2 separate regions of the Hordeum vulgare genome follow, and region 2 is linked to region 1. Evidence: chromatin contacts called from public Hi-C data. All regions are on one chromosome and are shown on one strand. Each heading gives the region's core, a stretch centred on a gene start, on an enhancer-like site or on the middle of the called end of the contact. The rest is flanking DNA. Distances are from core to core; before and after follow the strand shown.

What was found. A called contact is a pair of places that touch in the nucleus more often than the background predicts.
Region 2: a contact with region 1 is called in a Hi-C map of leaf, with 3 times the contacts expected there. The contact joins two enhancer-like sites. A contact is called at or near these places in 3 of 6 Hi-C or Micro-C datasets (leaf and seedling).

Annotation. Positions count from the first base shown.
Region 1 is chr3H:112,865,021-112,872,507 of MorexV3_pseudomolecules_assembly, reverse strand. No RefSeq gene overlaps it. Among protein-coding and RNA genes, the nearest start is that of LOC123439635, 76 kb to the right of the region's middle. Within about 2 kb of position 1,372, at least 3 of the 3 cell types and tissues checked have open chromatin away from gene starts, as enhancers often do. A contact at or near this core is called in leaf and seedling, where this site is marked.
Region 2 is chr3H:113,206,449-113,213,010 of MorexV3_pseudomolecules_assembly, reverse strand. No RefSeq gene overlaps it. Among protein-coding and RNA genes, the nearest start is that of LOC123439637, 59 kb to the left of the region's middle. Within about 2 kb of position 2,595, at least 3 of the 3 cell types and tissues checked have open chromatin away from gene starts, as enhancers often do. A contact at or near this core is called in leaf and seedling, where this site is marked.

The DNA.
Region 1 (7,487 bases), core at 123-2,622:
TTTTTCGTGGTAGCGATTCCTGCAGAGTATCATCGTGGACGGTGTCGTGTGTCGTCGAAGAAGAACTACATCATGGTTGTTCATACGTTCTCGACGATGTCACCGCCGAGTTGATGTCGCCCAACACCGGAGCAATGTAGTGGCCGTAGTAGTTGGCTTGAAGCCGTGCACAGCCAGCTGTCGCCGCGCTCACTACGCCCAGTCGTCTCCGCCAACGGCACGCGAAAAGGCCGGCCGGGGCTGGTGCCGCGGTGGTGGCCGTTGTTTCGTTGCCTCCTGCAGAAGTGCTCGTCTGTGCCTTCGATTTGCTTATGGAGGACTATCTCTTACCGTACTACCATGTCATAGCAACGTTGTTTTGTCGCCTAGCCACCGGATCACGTTGATTGACGGCCCCGTACAAACGCATCCAGCGACGTAATCAAGGCGCCGCCACGAGGGCTAGATGGAGACGCCACATCTAGTTGCCACCAAGCATGCATGGAGGCTTCTCTCATGCGATTTCTTTCAGGTAGAGTCTATGTGCTGATAACGTGTTAGAATAAAACGAGATTCAATGAAAGTAATGGACGCCAGATGTAATGGTATCATCTTGTATTAATATACTAATTCTTGATTAAAAAATCAACAAATCATCTGTGTTAGGGTTCATAATTCACTACTGAGCAGCTGGCCAGCGCGGAGCCACGGAGATCTGCTCAGTCCCGGTGATGCCATTTAAGGTGTATTTGATTGTTCAACAAAGTGGAGTGAAATGCCATGTTCGATTCGACTCGAATGGGCGAGTTCCATTTATGTCTTTGGTTTAGCATAATAGGTGAAATCGAATGGTTATGTATGGTTGGAGATCTTCCCTCACAGTGGTTTATAAATTCACTCACAAGCATAAATAGTTTTAAACGACATTTTAGTTTCCCCATAATTTATCATTAACATATAACCTGATGTTTATGTAAAATTTGTAGTCACAGACAGATCGAGTGCGCCTGGATTTCCTCCTATAAAAGAACTACGTGTTACAGACAAATCGAGTGGGGCTGTATAGATATAGACATACAACACTGGCATAGTTTTGCAGGCTAAACCAACTAACCACCAGGCCGCAAGGTTCCAAGGCTTGCAGGTCGTAAACAAATCCTAGCGCTGGAGCCTGGATCGTCCAGTTGATCGATCAGTACGTACGCTGTCAGCAACATGGAATAATGTATGGTTCTGTACACGGACATGATTGGTCAGTGGCCGATCGAACTCGCTGTAGATTCGGCATGCCGGAACGCCAGCAGGTCTGAGATTCGTGGATCGTTATCTTCCCCCTTGGAAGGACGTGCGACGATTCAAACAAAACGACCGGGCAACCCGGGCAGGCGAGCAAGGATCCAAAGAAGTGCCCATCGCCCACGTCCGCCTCGCGGGCCACCTCCGTGGAAACGCCGGCCTGCGCCGTCCCCTTGTGCCTGTCCCCGTTCGCGCATCGACTATCCAAGCACGTCATCACTTGCTCAGTGGCTCGGTTCAGTGCCCATGATTCAGCGATCTTGCTAGAGCCATCATCGTCATCCTCTGCACGTTTGAACGTGTTATGGACTAACCAGTACGACCCGCATGCGTAGATCATTAGTAGAATCTTTGAGAAACACAACGGCGTGCATACTGTACTAACCATCGGCCACAGACAAATTGGTTTTCTTCCTTGCCTGACCCAACGGATTGAGCTTTCATCCGGCATCTGTTACCTCCGAAATGAAGGTTACACGACGACTTCCGGGCGTGAGTGGGGTGGGCACGACGACTCCGAGTCTACGTAGTACGTACGCTTGGGGAAGCAGCCAAGCAAAGCTTTTTTTCTTTTCTCCGGTGCTCCTCCTGACCCGTCACGCTCCTGTAGAGAGAGATAGCGGGCCTTGTTCCAAAGACCGTGACGTGAAGATGACTGTGGACAAAATGAGCTTGCGTGCTTCTTTGCTTGACAACGCCACTGTCCATTATTTCCTGTAGCCAGGGACGAAGCTAGTATGCAAGCATAGGGGGGTCAAATTTATTCATGAAAGGGTCAAAGTTTATATGAAGTAAACAAAATTAACTACAACAATCATTATTATAATAGAAAAAATCAATTTCTTAGGGGGTCTAGCCCCCCTAGTCCCCCCTTAGAATCGTCCTGCCTGTAGCTAGGACGTGTTCGGATCCTCTCTGCTCTACGACAGCGGCTCCTGGAGCGGAGGGAGCGTCAGCATAATTTTGAGGAGTGGCTAAAATCGGACTCCTTCCACGGAGTGGAGTTTTAAACGGGAGAGATTCCGAACACCCTCCTAATTGGCACAGTTTTTATTTGCCCCCGAGAAAAAAAAGGATGACTAGTATTTGGAATAAGTTATATATCAAAATCAGTTTTAGGAGAATTTTAAGCTCGCTGACTTTTCGTGTTACTTAACGACCTTGTTACGGTATACTTCCATCCGTCTCGATCTTCGTGGATGTGGACTGATTATAGTTGAAGCTCCCATTGGTCTAGGTGATTTAGTCCAACCGGAGTGTATGAAGAACCAGTCTCTTGAGTCTTGATCAAGTTGGTCAGTGCATCGGAGAACCACTCCTTTTTTTTTGGATTGGAGGAGAACCACTCCTGGTTTTTGGCCCTTTAAACTGCTTTGTGAATTACCATCTTTTCTACCAAAACCAGGAAAGACATGCATTCTATATATGTATCAAATGTTTTCATAATTTCTAAATTTTGCAATGTTTGATTTGAAGTTTCAAAAGGGCATCATGTGGGTCCAGATTACAGAAAATCATTTGTATTAACATTGTAATGGCGAAAACAGTGTGTCAAGGGCTGTATTTGAGAGAACTTTTGTCTGTTTGGGCCGTACAAAACAAGTGCACATGACCCGGATTCAACTATGCATTATGTATAGCGGGAGCCGCTATGCGAGAAATTTCTACTGTTTCAATTACATTTTTTCATGTTTCTTTTTTTCTTTTCTTTATTTTTTTCAGTTTCTTTTTTTCCTTTTTCATTTATATAAATGCATTTCTTCTCTTTCTTGTTCTTGAGAATTTCGAATTTTGTTCAAAAATTCAAAAAATGTTCAGAAGTTCAAAAAAAATTATATCATTATCTTTTGTTCACAAATTCAAAAAATAATTCTTCCTTTTTATTAAAAAATCGCACATTTAGAAAAAAATGTCACCTTTAGAATATTGTTCATCATTTCAAAAGAAAATGTTGTATTTTCAAATTTTCTTCAAGAGTTTGAAAAAATGTTCCTCTTTCAATATTCATTTGCAAATTTAAGAAAAATGATCGTGTACTGCAATTTTCTTCGGTAGTTTCAAAATCTGTTTCAATTTCAAAATTTGTTCGCAATTTTCAATATTGTGTTTGTTTCTAATTTTGTTTAGGAGTTTCAGAAAATATTTGCAAAATTTTAAAAATGTTTACATTTTCCAATTTTGTTTAGGAATTTCTATTTTTCCATTTTTAAAAAAATGTTCACCTATCCAAACTTTCTTTTGGAATTCAAAAAATGTGGTTCTTCCTTTTTATTTTTTAAATTTTTTTCTCCTGTTACCTTTTCCTTTTTAAGAATAATTCACAGTTTTAAAAAATGATCATGATTTCATAAAAACGGGTCAAGTTTTTCAAAAAATGTTCGAAAACGCAAAGAAAAATTAATTTTCAAATTTTGTTTTGAGTTTGAAGAAATGTTCTTGTTTCAAAAATTGTTCACGGATTCCGACAATATTCATGTTTCAAAATTTTGTTCAGAGTTTCAAAAAATGTTCCCTTTTAAGAAATGTTTGGATATTAAAAAATGTTCATGATTTTTAAAAAAGTGGTTAGTTTATTAAAAAATTGTTCTCATATTCAAAAAATGATCGATACTTTTTTATCAAATTTGAAAAGTGTCCACTTTAAAAAAACACTTATTTCAAAAATAATCTCCACATTTGGAATTTGATAAAACTTTTCGGATCTAATTACCTTTAGGTTCACACGCCATAGTTAACCAAGAAAGCTTATCTATTTATTTGGTTAAGCTCGTGCATAAGCAACATGAGGTCCCTTGTTTGATCCCTCCCTCAAGCACTCTTTTTTTAGGATTTTTTTACTGTGTTATGGTAATGGGTCGGCCAAACTGGAGTCGTGCCTGTGCATCCTCTCGGCAATTCGCCGCAACAAGCGGCGCATAGGAGTTCCCGCTCACTTGCGTCCAAATGTCATTGGTTCGCATAGGATTTAGCGAAGCAAAGTGAAGATTAGCCAGCCCATTTGAGCAATTAGTGCATTCTCCCGATCCTGGTTTTCTTTCTTAAAAAAGTCCACGTTGAACCTTGCACACAATCTCATTTGGAGATAGTAATCCCCATGTTGGACATTTCCATAATCTCTTCCTTAGGCAAAAACCCCCAGGGTTTCGATCTCTTCCAGCAATCGTCGTCGGAATCTTTCCATACTTGCATCGGCCTCGTGCCTTGTGATGTCCTTGGACTCGCGCTGATCAAGGGGGATCCTGGTGATCCTATGTGACCATGGTCGAGGATTTTTGCAGGGTGTGGGCGGCGTGATCGGATCCGCTGTGAGGATGGAGCAGGACTCAGGATCATAATTAAGGAACAAAAAGGAGTTAGCAGAGGAGTTGCTGGCTCGGCTTACGCTATAGGAGGAGGAAGAAGATGACTTCATGTGGGAGGATGAGCTGTCGGACTTGATGGAACACGCGAAGTGGCTCCGATTGCGCGTGCTCGTACTCCAAAAAATTTCAACCTTAATGCTATGTATGGTGAAACGAGGGCAGCCTGGAACCCTGCAAAACCAGTAGTCTGGAGGAAGATAAAGGATAACATGTTCACGAGTCAATTTGGCTGCTTGGGAGACTTGAACAAGGCGATGTTCGAGGGGCCATGGCTATTTAGAGAGTAGGCTCTGATCCTGAAGGAATATGATGGATTCAAGAACCCTAACACGATAAAACTCGACAAGCTTGTTGTGTGGGCTCACATACACCGTCCGCCGGAGAAGTTCCTCATTGAACCATGCGGTTAAGGGTTTGGCGTCCTGTATTGGAGAGGTTGAAGAGGTGCAACTAATTCTCCCAGTAGGTTTCTTTGGAGAATTTGTTAGAGTGTGGGTACTCTTAGACATCAACGCAAAGATCAAGAGGTTCGTCACACAAAGAAAGGGGTGGAGAGGGTCAAGTACCAAGTCAAGTACGAGAAACCACCTACCTTCTGTTATAACTATGGTGAGTTTGGTCATTGGCACGAGGACTGTGGAGAAGGGGAACATGACGAGTCTACTTTTGAATGGGGTGAATTCCCGTTTGTTGATAATGTGAGGTTTAAACCGACCGGGTGGGGGAGCTCAACGCCATCTCGGGGGAGTGGCGGACCGTGGTCGGGGAGCCGTGGCAGAGGTCGAGAGCCTTGTAATCCAAATCAGAGCTGGTGTTTTAACGCTAAGCAGCAATAGCAGAACGGGACATACAATGGCATAGCCTGAGAAAGGACAAATAACACGGATGATGAGATAGTTCTCAACCGTGTCCACGATAAGGAGGTATTGCATGAAAGTAAGTTAACACCAAACTCGTGGGTTTCTATCGAGAACACAACGTCTACACCAGCGGAGATAGTGATAGGGACCTCTATGACATCCTCAGCTTTTGCTACAGTGGTCCTTGTAATTAAGCTACAATCATCCTATGCTAATGATGCCACGTCACAGTCGTTACTATTGTTAAACTCGTGTTGGATCAAACCCCGTTCAATTTCGTTGCAAATTTAATTCGTCCGTAAAGTGTTTTTTAAAAGTTTTGCGGAACTAAAAATAAAAATGTTGGATGGGTTGTAAATATTCCCTAAGATTTTATAAAATTGGAGCGAGCATTTTTGAAGGTAATTTAGGGCCTCTAAATAATCAAGACATGAGTTGTTTAATAATAAAACAAAACAAAATACAAAAAATGAGAAAATAAAAAGAAAAAGAAACCCCCTGTTGCGCCGGCCCTGATTGCCCACAAGTGCAGGGGATCTATCATAGTCCTTTCGATAAGTAAGAGTGTCGAACCCAACGAGGAGCAGAAGGAAATGATAAGTGGTTTTCAACAAGGTATTCTATGCACGCACTAAAATTATCGGTAACATATAGTTGTGTGATAAGATAATTCGTAACGGGTAGCAAGTAACAATAGTAACAAAGGTGGAGCAAGATGGCCCAATCCCTTTTGTAGCAAGGGACAAGCCTGGACAAACTCTTACATAAGGTAAATCGCTCCCGAGGACACATGAGAATTTCTGTCAAGCTAGTTTTCATCATGCTCATATGATTCGCGTTCGCTATTTTGATAGTTTGATATGTGGGTGAACCGGTGCTTGGGTGCTGTCCTTACTTGGACAAACATCCCACTTATGATTAACCCCTCTCGCAAGCATCCACAACTACGAAAGAAGAATTAAGACAAGGTCTAACCATAACATTAAACTGGTGGATCCAAATCAGCCCCTTGCGAAGCAACGCATAAACTAGGGTTTAAACTTCTATCACTCTAGCAACCCATCATCTACCTATTACTTCCCAATGCCTTCCTCTAGGCCCAAATGATGGTGAAGTGTCATGTAGTCGACATTTTGGAAATATGCCCTAGAGGCAATAATAAAATGGTTATTATCATATTTCCTTGTTCATGATAATCGTCTATCGTTCATGCTATAATTGTATCAACAGGAAACACTAATACATGTGTGAATGAATAGATCACAATGTGTCCCTAGCAAGCCTCTAGTTAGCTAGCTCGTTAGTCAATAGATGATCATGGTTTCCTGATCATAGACATTGGATGTCATTGATAACGGGATCACATCATTGGGAGAATGATGTGGTGGACAAGACCCAATCCTAAGCCTACCACTAGATCGTATTGTTCGTATGCTAATGCTTTTCTAATGTCAAGTATCTTTTCCTTCGACCGTGAGATTGTGCAACTCCCGGATACCGTAGGAGTGCTTTGGGTGTATCAAACGTCACAACGTAACTGGGTGACTATAAAGGTGCACTACGGGTACCTCCGAAAGTGTCTGTTGGGTTGGCACGAATCGAGATCGGGATTTGTCACTCCGTGTGACGGAGAGGTATCTCTGGGCCCACTCGGTAGAACATCATCATGAGCTCAATGTGACTAAGGAGTTAGTCACACGATGATGTGCTACGGAATGAGTAAAGAGACTTACCGGCAACGAGATTGAACAAGGTATAGGTATACCGACGATCGAATCTCGGGCAAGTTCTATACCGACAGACAAAGGGAATCGTATACGGGATTGATTGAATCCTTGACATCGTGGTTCATCCGATGAGATCATCGTGGAGCTAGTGGGAGACACCATGGGTATCCAGACCCCGTTGATGGTTATTGGCCAGAGAGGTGTCTCGGTCATGTCTGCCTGTCTCCCGAACCCGTAGGGTCTACACACTTAAGGTTCGATGA
Region 2 (6,562 bases), core at 1,346-3,845, 340 kb before region 1:
AGACAGTCTGGTTCGATATCAAACACCGTGGGAACACACTGATGGAGTCTATTCAAATTGCAAAGACCCTATATCGAGTCAATTCGCTCAGCCCAACCACATATGCTCAGATCGGAATATTCAGATCTATGAAGACCACACAACAGTTAGATTACGACAATAATGATGCAACGTTGCATGGCCTACTATTCATTTAAAGATGACGACAAACGAAACGACCAGAATGTGGGGCAACAACCTCGAAGCATGTGTCTGCACATATGGGAATCCGTCAAAAGATAGTTTGCTGTAACAAGATATCTCTACCAGAATCTCCGACAGTTAAGTCAGCATATATATAAACAGATGAAAGTTAGAGTAACATATGAGGATCCGGTGAAACAAACCACCCTGAGGCCAGATAGTGAGTCAGCAAAGATGTTACCGAAAGTATCATTCTAAGGAAAGAAGGAAACCCGAGTTGGAAACAGTTTCCTCAAGAAAGGATATTGAGCCTTGAGCAATCAAATCTCGAGGACGAGATTTTTTTAAGGGGGGTAGGTTTGTAACACCCTGGATTTTGCCCATTTCTTTTTCTTTGATTTTCATCTTGATTTGCTTTCCTGTGGTTTGATAGTTTTGAAACTTAAAAGGATTATGCTTGCTTTCTTTTTCATAGTGGCTTGCCAACCTACAAACCACCCCAAGACCTAGCCATTTCCATCTTGAGCCAATCCCAAGATTCCTTTCCATGGGAATATTCCTTTTTCTTTTAAAGGAATAATCCTGTTTGCCTTGAGTTGTGAAGCAACCCCCATTTATATCTCTCCAAAAATTCTTAAATAATTCTCATAAATCTATTGGGTCATATCTTCCTTATATATGACAAAATATTTCTTTGCCATGTTAAAAAATATTCCTCAATAATTCCATTTCTGATTCTACCCTATCTGTCAAGTTGTGAAGCAAGTACCCTTTTTATTTTCTTGATTGCTCGAAAAATTTGTGGGCACTCTTTCCTAGCGATATCATTTCCTCATGACAAAATTCAAATCAAATTATCTAGTAAATATTTCTTGGAAAATTTCCAAAGTTTCTGATCTAGAGAAAGCTTTGTGAAGCAAGTGCTAGCTATGGGTTCTCAAATGAGTTGAATCTTTGCCATCATCTCAATATGCTAAAATAATGTCTCTCCACCAAATTTGAGCATCACATATTCAACCATGTGACCATAGCATCAAATATTTGTCTCTGGTCATTATTTGGATTTTTGAAGCAACTATATTTTATATTGCTCCATAAATTCTGAATTGTTACCAGGACATTCTCCTATCTATAAAACCTTGCTAAACCAATTTTGAACCCATTTATTTAGCCAATTATTCCCAGTAATTCTTCTAAGTTTCTGTCTGGAGAGAAACTGTATGAAGGAAGTGCCATTTGGGCTTATCAAGATGGCATGAATTTTATAAACCATCATCTCATCTCCAAAATATTTATCTCCTCCAATTTTCAGCTTCATCCAAGCATGTATGTGAGTGACACATCAAAATCCCCATTCTGGACCAGATTGGTGAGTTGCAAAGTAACTATATTAAAACTTGATCCTCTTCTTCTCAAAATTCATAGGATTGTAGTCCTTCCTACCCTAAGCCTCCCAGACATAATATTTTGACCTTATCTCCTTCCTGTTGATCACCATGTGGTGTCCAAATCTGGTGCAGGAAAATTCAGGTGATCATTCCCATCCAGCCACACTCTTTTTCTTTGAGCCATCACCTCTGGGGGACTATTCCATGAAGGGACTCCATTGCTGACATGGTTTGGGGAGCAGTGGAACACCAGAGCACGTAGTGCACGTGGTGACCATGCTCAGAGCATGCCAAAATGGCGCTCTGTGCATTGACCGCGACGGGAGCTCCTCTCCAGGAAGCTCCGGCTTGTCCGCGAGCGCCGAAGAGCTCCCCACCGCACGCATGTACCCTCCAGAGTCCTCGCCCCCTCGTCTCCTAGCCTGTGGTCGGCCCCGACGCTCGGTTGCGACGCGGTCGCAGAGCCGCCGTCTTGGAGCTTCGGCTACCGTCGCGTGGCTTCTTCCCGGGCCTATTTTAGGCATGCCCCGAAGCCCCCTCCCCTACAGCAAGCCCCAGCCCCTTTCTTTCGAGTCCCGGAGCTCCCCACCCCCTCCAATGGCCGAAGGCCTCCGCCGGACCTCCGCGGCGATTCCGGCTCTGTGGCTCTCTCCCTCTCTTCTATCCGCGGGCAGAGAACCCCCAGGATCTTGCAGGGTCGCCACCGCCCTCCTCTTCGTCGGGAAACCACGCCGGCGAGGTTCCCCGGTAGCTCCTCATCTGGCGCGGCCCTGTCAGTGGCGAGGACGCCGTAGGCCGCCTCAGGCGAGCCCGCGGCCACCCTCGGGTGCAGCAGGGAGTGGCGGTGCCCCTGCGCTCCACGGCCGGTGCCCTCGGGCAGCGAGGCGACGGCAGCGCCGGCGGCTAAGCGCCCCCGCTCCTCCTCTGTTTCCCTGTCGGGGGGAGGAAGAAGGTAAGGAGGGAGGAGAGATAGAGGGGGGAGAAGGTCAACACGGGCCCCTCCCGTAAGTGACCCTGTGGCCGCCCCGCCTTGCCACGTCGGTTTTGATAGGTAATCAGCTGCTTTCCTTAGTATTTCATGTTAGCTTGCCTAGTGCTGGTAGTGCAAATAAGTTCAGTGTGTGAGCGTGTTTGTTGTGCACGTACATGCTTCAGGTAGTTTTCTTTTTCAGCGCATTTGTAGCTCGTCCGACGACGCGCCGTGGGATGGCATGGATCACGCAGGTCGTGGCGAGATTGTAGGGTTGATCTCGGTAGACATCGTGGGATGGCACGATCTGTAAGTCTGTCGTGGGGAGACCATTTCCTTGGAACTTAGCCGCTCCATTTGAGCTGGCCATCAATAACAGAAAACCACGAAAAGCTGCAGTGGCAGTTCGCAACACAACAAGCTTCTTCCACCTCTCGCATCCACTCTCGGTCCGATCCTGTTCTTGCGCATAGGGTTAGCCAGGCAGTTGCAACTACAATTGGCATCAGACCCTTGGGCGATGTTCGATCCGACCAGGTGACCGGCGGTGTCTGATCCGCCGGAGCAATGACTGGCAGCGACGATGAGGGGACGAAGGTGACGAAGAAAGCTGCTGCGGACGCGGCGGCTCTGGAGAGGCCCTTGGCGCGCCTCACCACCGCGGAGGGATCAGGAGTGCGCGTCGTCGAGCGCGTCGTACACGGCGGCGGCGGCGGCCCTCCGATGATGCTCACGCGGACAAACTACAACGACTGGGCGATGATCACCAAGTTGCAGCTACAAGCTGACGAGCTCTGGCAGGTTGTGGACACGGGCGAAGGCTCGGACCGCGACGATTGACGCGCCATGATCGCCCTCCTCAAGGCTGTACCGCCAGACATGATGCAAGTCCTCGGTGGGAAGGCCACTGCCAAGGAGGCATGGGACACACTGAAGACGATGCGCGTCGGCGTCGAGCGCGTTCGCGAGGCAAAGGCGCAGACCCGCCGCTCTGAATACGAAGGCATGCGGTACAAGGACGGCGAGGGCATCGAGTCCTATGTCATGAGGCTCAGGACGATCATCGACGAGCTCTAAGTTCTTGGTGATCCCGTGGACGAACACAAAGAAATCCTCAAGGTACTACGCACGGTCCCGCGGCCATATAGAGAAATGGCTGTGGCGATAGAGTCCCTGGTAGACACCAAACAGCTCTCCCTCGAGGAGCTGTGCGGGCGTCTGCTCGTCGTCGAGGAGCGCGAACGTGAGGAGACACCTGCCCCGGGTACGCAGCTGCTGTTTATCGCCGATGAATGGCGGGCTCGGGAAAAGCAGCTGGAACAGGGAGGCTTGCCTTCAGGCTCGGGAGATCGACGCGGGCGCGGAAACGGGAAGCCTAAGAACTTCCAAGGAGGAGGTGGACGTGGCCAAGGTGGCGGCCGCGGCAACGGGGGTCAGACGACTCCCCGGCGAAAGGGCAACTGCCGCTACTGCGGGATCCAGGGCCACTGGGTGAAGGAGTGCCGTAAGAAGGAGCGTGAACAACGTGAGCAGTAGGACTAGCAGGCGAACGTCGCCGTGGCTGACGTCGAGCAGCCCGGTCTACTCCTGGCCACATGCGCTATGGAGGCTGTGCCGATCACTATGGCCAACCCGAGCGCACCCTCTGACGAGATCTTTCTCAACAAGGCGCGTGTGGTGCCGGTGGCCACAGATGATGATTGCTGGTACCTCGACACCGGCGCTAGCAACCATATGACGGGCCGCCGCGATATGCTCACGGAGCTCGACGAAGGTGTGCATGGGGCGGTGCGTTTTGGCGACGGCTCTGTCGTGCATATCCGCGGGCGTGGCGTGGTGATGTTCTCCTACAAGAACGGAGAGCACCGCGCTCTCACGGACGTATACTATATACCCCAGTTGCGCACAAGCATTGTAAGCCCCGGACAACTCGATGAACATGGATGCAAGTCTCTGATCCAGGGGGGTGTGCTCTGTCTGTATGATCGACAACAGGTGCTCCTGGCGCGGGTGCAGCGGACGAGCAACCGGCTCTATGCCGTGGCTCTGAACTTGGCTGCTCCCGCGTGCCTCATGGCGACGGGCGGCGATGAAGCCTGGCACTGGCATGGGAGGTACGGCCATCTGCACTTCCGAGCACTGCACGACCTCGGCACTAAGGGGATGGTGAGGGGCATGCCGGCGATCAAGCATGTGGAGCAGTTCTGCGAGGGATGTACGATCGGGAAGATGCACCGCACGCCGTTTCCCCGCGCCTCACCGTACCGAGCAGAGCATGGCCTTGACCTGGTGCACGGCGACCTCTGCGGCCCCATCACGCCGGCGACCATGAGCGGTAACAAGTATTTTTTTGTTGATAGTTGATGACTATAGCAGATATATGTGGGTGGAAGCGCTCAGAAGCAAGGACGAGGCGTTCCGGCGTTTCAGGAAGATCAAAGCGGAGGCAGAAACACAGAGCGGTGTCAGGCTCAGGGCGTTCCGCACCGATCGGGGGGCGAATTCAACTCCACCGACTTCACCGCATACTGGGAGGAGGCTGGCATCCTCCGTCACACCACGGCTCCATACTCGCCCCAGCAGAATAGTGTTGTCGAGCGGTGCAACCAAACCGTGGTGGAGATGGCGCGCAGTCTCATGAAGAGCATGGGGGTCCCGAGCGAGTTCTGGGGCGAAGCCGTGAGAACGGCTGTGCACATTTTGAATCGATCACCGAGAAGAAGCTTGCAGGGGATGACACCATATGAGGCATGGCGTAAGAAGAAACCATCTGTTGACTATTTCCGCATTTTTGGTTGTGTGGCGCACGTCAAGGTGGTCGGCCCCGGCGTCAGCAAACTCTCAGATCGCACTGTCGCCGGAGTGTTCCTGGGATATGAACCAGGGACGAAGGGGTACAGGGTCTACGACCCTGCCGGGAAGCGGCTCTATGTCACCCGGGACGTGCGCTTTGAGGAAGACCACCGGTGGGACTGGAGCGCCATGGAGAACGACAGCAGGCACATCAGCAGCAGAGAGCTGACGGTGATCTACTCCGATGCCACAGCACCAACTTCGACCACGTACTCGCTGGGACCGGACAGGCCTCCACCTGCCTGCACAGATGCACCACTGTCCCCGTTCACTCCTGCTCCCGCCGACCCTGGAGCAAGCTCATCAACTACAGAAGTTTCACCGACAGTCGCCACAGCAAGTGCCACACCAACGACTGTTCCCATCGAACCTGAAGATGGATGGGCAACACCACCAGCTGGTGAGAATTTCGACAGCGAGGGGGTGCCCCTCCACTACAAAACGGTGGAGCACCTCATCGACAATGCGCCGGCCTGCACTTTGGAGTACAGTGGGCTCTGTCTCTCCGCAGCAGAGGAGCCGGCATCAGTCCAGGAAGCTCTAGATGAACCAACATGGCGAGGTGCGATGGAAACAGAGATGGAATCCATTCGATCCAACAACACCTGGGAGCTGGCTGCACTGCCCGCCGGCCACCGCGCCATTGGTTTGAAATGGGTGTTCAAGGTCAAGCGTGATCCAGCGGGAAAGATCGTGAAGTACAAGGCGCGTCTGGTAGCGAAAGGATATGCACAGCGGCAGGGAGTAGACTTCGACGAGGTTTTTGCTCCTGTGGCTCCTTTGGAAACAGTGCGGCTGCTGCTGGCAGTGGTGGCTCACCGGAGCTGGGGGTGCACCACATGGACGTGCGCTCGGCTTTTTTGAACGGAGACCTACAAGAAGAAGTTTATGTTCACCAACCTGCGGGATTCGTCGACAAAGACAATACACACTGCGTGCTCAAGCTCCGGAAGGCTTTGTATGGGCTTCGTCAGGCACCTCGCGCTTGGAACGCAAAGCTGGATGCCACGCTCCGTTCTTTCGGTTTCGAGCGTTGTGAGCTCGACCATGCGCTGTACAGGCGAGGAGACAACAACAAGTTTCTGCTGGTCGGACTGTACGTGGATGATTTGATCATCACGGGGATGGATGCAGACGACATTGATCATTTCAAGAACCAGATGTAGGA